Linked DNA regions of Danio rerio: region 1 is linked to region 2. A link is a contact called in public Micro-C data. All regions are on one chromosome and are shown on one strand. The core of a region is the stretch at or near the end of the contact, and the rest is flanking DNA. Distances in the headings are between cores, read along the strand shown. Region 1 holds the start of si:dkey-82o10.4. Region 2 overlaps rftn1b (raftlin, lipid raft linker 1b).

Region 1 (3,578 bases), core at 718-3,217, 650 kb before region 2:
TACTAATGGGCCCAAAGTGTGTCAATAAAATATCCCCCACACCATTACACCACCACCACCAGCCTGAACCGTTGATACAAGGCAGAATGGATCCATGCTTTCATGTTGGTGACACCAAATTCTGACCCTACCATCCTAATGTTGTAGCAAAAATCGAGACTCATTAGATCAGGCAACGTTTTTCCAACCTGTTGTCCAATTTTGATGAGCCTGTGTGAATTGTAGCCTCAGTTTCCTGTTCTTAGCTGACAGGAGTGGCCTGTGGTCTTCTGTTGCTGTAGCCCATCTGCCTCAAGGTTGGACATGTTGTGTGTTCAGAGATGCTCTTCTGCAGACCTCGGTTGTAACGAGTGCTTTTTTGAGTTACTTTTGCCTTTCTATTGGCTGAAACCAGTCTGGCCATTCTCCTCTGACCTCTGGCATCAACAAGGCATTTGCGTCCACAGAACTGCTGCTCACTGGATATTTTCTCTTTTTCGGACCATTCTCTGTAAACCCAAGAGATGGTTGTGCGTAAAAATCCCAGTAGATCAGCAGTTTCTGAAATACTCAGATCAGCCCATCTGGCACCAACAACCATGCCACGTTCAAAGTCACTTAAATCACCTTTCTTCCCCATTCTGATGCTTGGTTTGAACTCCAGCAGATCATCTTAACCCCGTCTACATGCCTAAATGCATTGCTTGTGTTTGGCTGATTAGAAATTTATGTTAACGAGCAGTTGGACAGGTGTACCTAATAAATTGGCCGGTGAGTGTATATTACTAATTATATATACAGTGCTCAGCATAAACGAGTACAACCTATTACATGTATTGTGTATATTTACACATGTTATTTTTATTTTTAAATGTTTGTCATGTTTTGTTGTTTTTGTACTACATTAAGTCGAACAACATGGGATGTGATTGCATTTTTTTTTGGTCTAAAATGCTTTATTACATTTAATTTCAGTAACAAAAGTTAATCCATCATAAGTCAGGGGTCAGGGGTGTCCAAACTCAGTTCTGGAGGGTCGATGTCCTGCTAAGTTTAGCTCCAACAGAAAGTTTCTAGTATATCTAGTAAGAGCTTGACTAGCTGGTTCAGATGTGTTTGATTAGGGTTGGTGCTAAACTCTCCAGGACACCAGCCCTCCAGGACCCAAGTTCGGACACCCCTTACTTAAGAGTTTGAGGATTTTCCCCTTAAAGGGACAGTGCACCCAAAACTGAAAACTCTCATCATTTACTCACCCTTTGTGTTTCTTTCTTCTGTTGAACACAAAATTAGATATTTTAAAGAAAACTGGAAACCTGTAACCATTGACTTCCATAGTATTTTAGTTACATACTATATAGTTTCTCCTACTATGTTTTCAACCACTTACCTTAATCTTTGCAAATCTAATGAATCTTATTTTTCAGTGGACTTGAAAGATTGTAAATTGTAAGTTTCATTTATGCGTGAACTGTCCCTTTAATGCGACTCCATAATCATACCAACCTGTTTCACACCATTGTCAAACTCCACATTGAACTTCAAGCCAAAGTACAGTTCGGTTAAAAATAAGATGACTTTATTCCTGATCCACAGGATGGGGTCTGGTGTGCCCACCACGGTGATGACAGGACGCCCAGAGTCCTTCTTGTCTGCATCTTTACTATTATATCTGCGCTGCTGACCGCTGAACTGCGCACACCGTCTGCGCAGGTGATGCCATGCGCGCTCTGGAGAGGTCACGCAGATGGCATGAGCGCGCGCGCGCTGATGCCACCACGGTTGGCAAAGGGTCTCGTGTTTAGGATACAAAATATTCCTATTCCACCGAATGGCAAGAGATGCGAGTTCCCGACGTGCAGCCAAACACGCGAGTCGTTGCATCACGGACGCGCATTACAATTAAAGTTGCGCAATCCCGAACTGGTCATTGTAAAACTAGTGAATGACAGAAAAACAGTCCTCACCGTCGCTTCCGTAGCCCTTATGAAACTTGTACCCATAATGCTTTTGGTTTCTCATCACTTGTGTAGTTTCTCCGGTAGATGGAGGCACAGACCCGCGTATGCCATGCGCGCTCCCGCACACTATGACGCACAGACGCTGGATGGCATGAGGAGGCTGATGGATAAACTTTAAACTCTCCTCACAATGTAAGTGACATTTATTAGTTGTAAATACTACATGCGTTCAGGCTTTGGGTGCGTTTAATGTGTATTTCCACCCAAAAATGTCACATAATTGTTTGTTGTTATAGGCTTAACGTTACATTCTTCGGTTGAAAAATAAACGCATTTAAAGCTGTTTGGAAACTCAACTCAATGCCTGAATGTCGTTTCTTCGATGTGTTTTCTTCACAGCCTTCTATTTATATATAATTATATGTTGTTTTGGGGATTTTAGTGCATATATGAATTCAGTTTCTCCCAAATTCGACAATTAAAACAATAAACTTTTCCTATTTTTCTGCTTTCAGGACTACATTCTGGCTAGTTGTCCCCCCGTGAGTATTTCTCAATCAATACACTTTAAAAACGATGATATTATTCTGTATTTTAGTCTTGTTTACTACGTATTCGGTCTTGCTTTCAAATATAAAATAGTTTTCCTTTTAATTATTTTAATACTGTATCTCGTCTCATTGGTAGATGCCGTTTCCCTTTTTTATGTAAGAGCTTCCAATTTGCTCTAATTAAATTGCATGTATCAACCACACTGCTGTAGTGCTAACATTGTCAGAAGATCTGTGGTATTATCGCTGAGATCGTATTTCAAGTTTTTTATGAATATTGTGGTTTCATTTTAATATTTTGTTTTTTATTTTATTTGTTTTTTTTAGTTATATATATATATATATATATATATATATATATATATATATATATATATATATATATATATATATATATTTTTTTTTTTTTTTTTACAATTTAGTTACTCACACACACACACACACACACAAACAATGTTACTCCATTTCTGTGGGTATTTATGTGAATGCATATATGAAATGAGTTTTCCCAAATTCGACAATCACCAAATTCAACTTTTTCAATTTTTTTCTTTCAGGACTACATTGACGCTAGTTGTCTCACTGTGAGTATTTCTCAATGCACTTCAAAAATTATTGTATTATTTAGTATTTTAGTGTGGTTTTCTATTATAAATATCCAATTGACTTGACTTTGACTTTATTAATCCCCAAAAGGAAATTCACGTCACAGCAGAACTCTCCATACTAAAAATAGATAAATAAGTTACCTATACATATAAAAACATTTTTCCTAAATAAAGATGCAAGTACTTGGGAAACAAACTCACAGATATTAAGTCTTGCTTTCTAAAAAGAATAGTTCTTCCTTTAAATTAATATTATTTTTAAATTAATATTTCTCACCACATTGGCAGACGTTGTTTCCTTTATTTTATGAAGGAAATTTTAGTTTGCTGTAATTAAATTGCATTATTTATGCATGTATCAGCAACACTGCTGTAGTGCTAACATTGTCAGAAGAATACCTGTGGTACTATTATTATAGTTTTTGTAAATTTTGTGATAGATTTTTTGATTTTCTGCTTTCATTTGCATATATCATTTA
Region 2 (3,162 bases), core at 234-2,733:
TATATTAGGAAGATAAAGGTTCCTTTAAATATTAAAATATATTAAATATATTAACTATATTAATAAATATATAAATATAACTATAATATTGCGGTTGTTATTGTTGTTATTAATAATAATGACAATAATATTATTAATATTAACAATAATAAATAAATAGATAGATAGATAGATAGATAGATAGATAGATAGATAGATAGATAGATAGATAGATAGATAGATAGATAGATAGATAGATAGATAGATAGATAGATAGATAGATAGATAGATAGATAGATAGATAGATAGATAGATGGATTTATTTATTTATTTTTATTTATTATTATTATTATTATTATTATTATTTTTAATGCTAGCTCCCCATACCTGGAATTACTTAGGGCCCCCAAATCACTAAGTCTGCCCTTGTATATCTATAATATATTACAAAATATAATATATTACTATAAGAGATGAATTATTTTGACTTTAAAATTCACTAAACATTTATTTAAGCTGTTTTTTATTGTGCCATTATTCGGTACACTCTAAAAATTAAGTTTGCTGCTTGTTCAAATTAGCCTGTTACATATTGTTATTTAACATTATTGATAATAATAGTAATAATGTTGTAATTAATAATAATAATAATAATAATAACCATCTTCATCATCATCATAATATTGCAGTTGTAATTATTATTAGTAATAATAATAATAATAAAAATAATCATAAAATATACTAATTACAATATTGCGGTTGTTGTAATTATTATTACTATTATTGATTACAACCACAATATTATACATTTTTATTATTATTAACCTTATTATTAATAATAATAATTTAATAATAATAATAATAATAAAGATAATAAACTAATTATAATATTGCAGTCGTATGATAATAATATTATAAAAAATAATAATAATAGTTTATAATATTCCGGTCGTTATTATTATTATTATTATTATTATTATTAATTTATAATATTGTGGTTGTATTCAATACTACTACTAATAATATTATTATTAATAATAATAATAATCTAATTATAATATTGCGGTTGTTGTAATTGTTATTTTTTATAATAACAATAATAATATTAAGATTAACAATAAATAAATAAATAAATAAATGAAATTATACATTATTTTATTAATAATAATGTTTTTTGTATAATGAAATAAATAGGCATATTATTTACATTATTTTAAAAATATAGACGCTCATTTAAAACGAGCTGAAACAACACAATTCTTCAGGTTTTTTTTAGCTTAATTGTTTTATGTTCAAATTACAGTTGTAAAGACAATGAAAAAGTTCACTTAATTCATGTTGGCCCAACACAAATCGATTGTTTGGAACCCAGCATTTCTTATAGTGTAGTGTCTGAAACTGAGAGATACATTTCATCAAGATCAGCCGTGTGTATTCCATATGACGGCCTGTTTGTTCTTTAACCACCCTGAGAAATAAAACCCGCCTCTTCACATTGTGTTTTGATGCACGTGACCTTCACATTTCAACAAGTGCCTCTCAAACAGGTGAAAGTTTAACAACCACAGTACTGTATAAACAACAGTAAAACAGCACTGCAGCGGCGCCTGCTGGACAAACACTGTGTTACACAAATGTTCCCATTTCAGGAAACACCATGTACTTTTGCATTAGATCTCATGGGTAAACATATGGTTCACCCTCTGACTGGATTTCCTTGATAATTAAGCAAATCATGCATGTAATTTTTATTAACATCATCATTAACAACATAATTATAATTATATATTATTAGTGTATATATTTTATTAGTGTATATATTTTATTACATAATACATTTGCACTGTATTAAAAATGTTTTGGATTTTAATTATTTGTTCTGTCTTTCCTTGAATCGGTTAATTTGAAAACCACAATATAATATAATATAATATAATATAATATAATATAATATAATATAATATAATATAATATAATATAATATAATATAATATTAGTTTAGTTAACAATATGTCTCTAATTATTAAAGTTTGATACAATACTGATGATACTGATACTGCCACTACTACTACGAATAATAATAATAATAACATTTATATTAATAATAATAATGTTGCAGTAATGGACTATAAATTATTCTATTAATTATTTTTGTCATTTATATAACTGAATAAAGGAGCATTATTTACATTTACATTTTGCAACAATATATTCATTTTCTCATTTTCTTGTCGGCTTAGTCCCTTTATTAATCCGGGGTCGCCACAGCGGAATGAACCGCCAACTTATCCAGCTTTTTTTTTTTTTAGCAGCGGATGCCCTTCCAGCCGCAACCCATCTCTGGGAAACATCCACTCACACATTCACACAAATACTCATACACTAGGGACAATTTAGCCTGCCCAATTCACCTGTACCGCATGTCTTTGGACTGTGGGGGAAACCTGAGCACCTGGAGGAAACCCACGCAAAGGCAGAGAGAAAATGCAAACTCCACACAGAAACTCCTGAGCCGAGGTTCGAACCAGCAACCAAGCGACCTTCTTGCTGTGAGGCGACAGCACTACCTATTGCGTCACTGCCTCGCCCTGCAACAATATAGACTATATAAAATAATATGATATAATTATTATTTAGTATAATTTAATACAATACTAATTAAACTGGCACTGCAAATGTTTTTCTCATTCTATTTTTTATTATTATTATTATTATTATTATTATTATTATTATTAATAATAATAATATTAATAATAATAATAAAATATTATAATATTGCTGTTGTTGTAATTATTATTAATATTAATAATAATAATAATAATTATTATTATTATTATTATTATTATAACAATAATAATAATAATAATAATAATAATAATAATAATAATAATAATAATAATAAACTAATGATGATATTGGAGTTGTAATTATTATTATCATTAATAATAATAATAATAATCATAAAATATACTAGTTACATTATTTTGGTTGTTGTAATTATTATTATTAATAATAATAATAATAAAATACTAATTATAATATTGCAGTTGTTGTAATTAATAATAATAATAAATATATAATAATAATAATAATAATAAACTATAGTATTGCAGTTGTAATTATAAATAGTAATAATAATAATGATAATAATCATAAAATATACTAATTACAATATTGCGGTTG

Evidence for each region. A called contact is a pair of places that touch in the nucleus more often than the background predicts.
Region 1: a Micro-C map of caudal fin shows a contact between it and region 2, with 5 times the contacts expected there. The contact joins the promoter of si:dkey-82o10.4 here to the enhancer-like site in region 2. A contact is called at or near these places in 2 of 18 Hi-C or Micro-C datasets (caudal fin and hematopoietic stem cells).

The regions. Positions count from the first base shown.
Region 1 is chr16:54,180,715-54,184,292 of GRCz12tu, reverse strand. si:dkey-82o10.4 reads right to left here and starts at 1,967. Exons shown (of 4, transcript NM_001326616.1): 1 at 1,486-1,967. The coding sequence starts at 1,863. It also overlaps a transcript of satb1b not described here.
Region 2 is chr16:53,527,037-53,530,198 of GRCz12tu, reverse strand. All of the region lies in intron 2 of rftn1b (raftlin, lipid raft linker 1b), which reads left to right. Among named protein-coding and RNA genes, the nearest start is that of plcl2, 12 kb to the left of the region's middle. Within about 2 kb of position 1,483, at least 7 of the 62 cell types and tissues checked have an H3K27ac peak or open chromatin away from gene starts, as enhancers often do. A contact at or near this core is called in caudal fin, where this site is marked.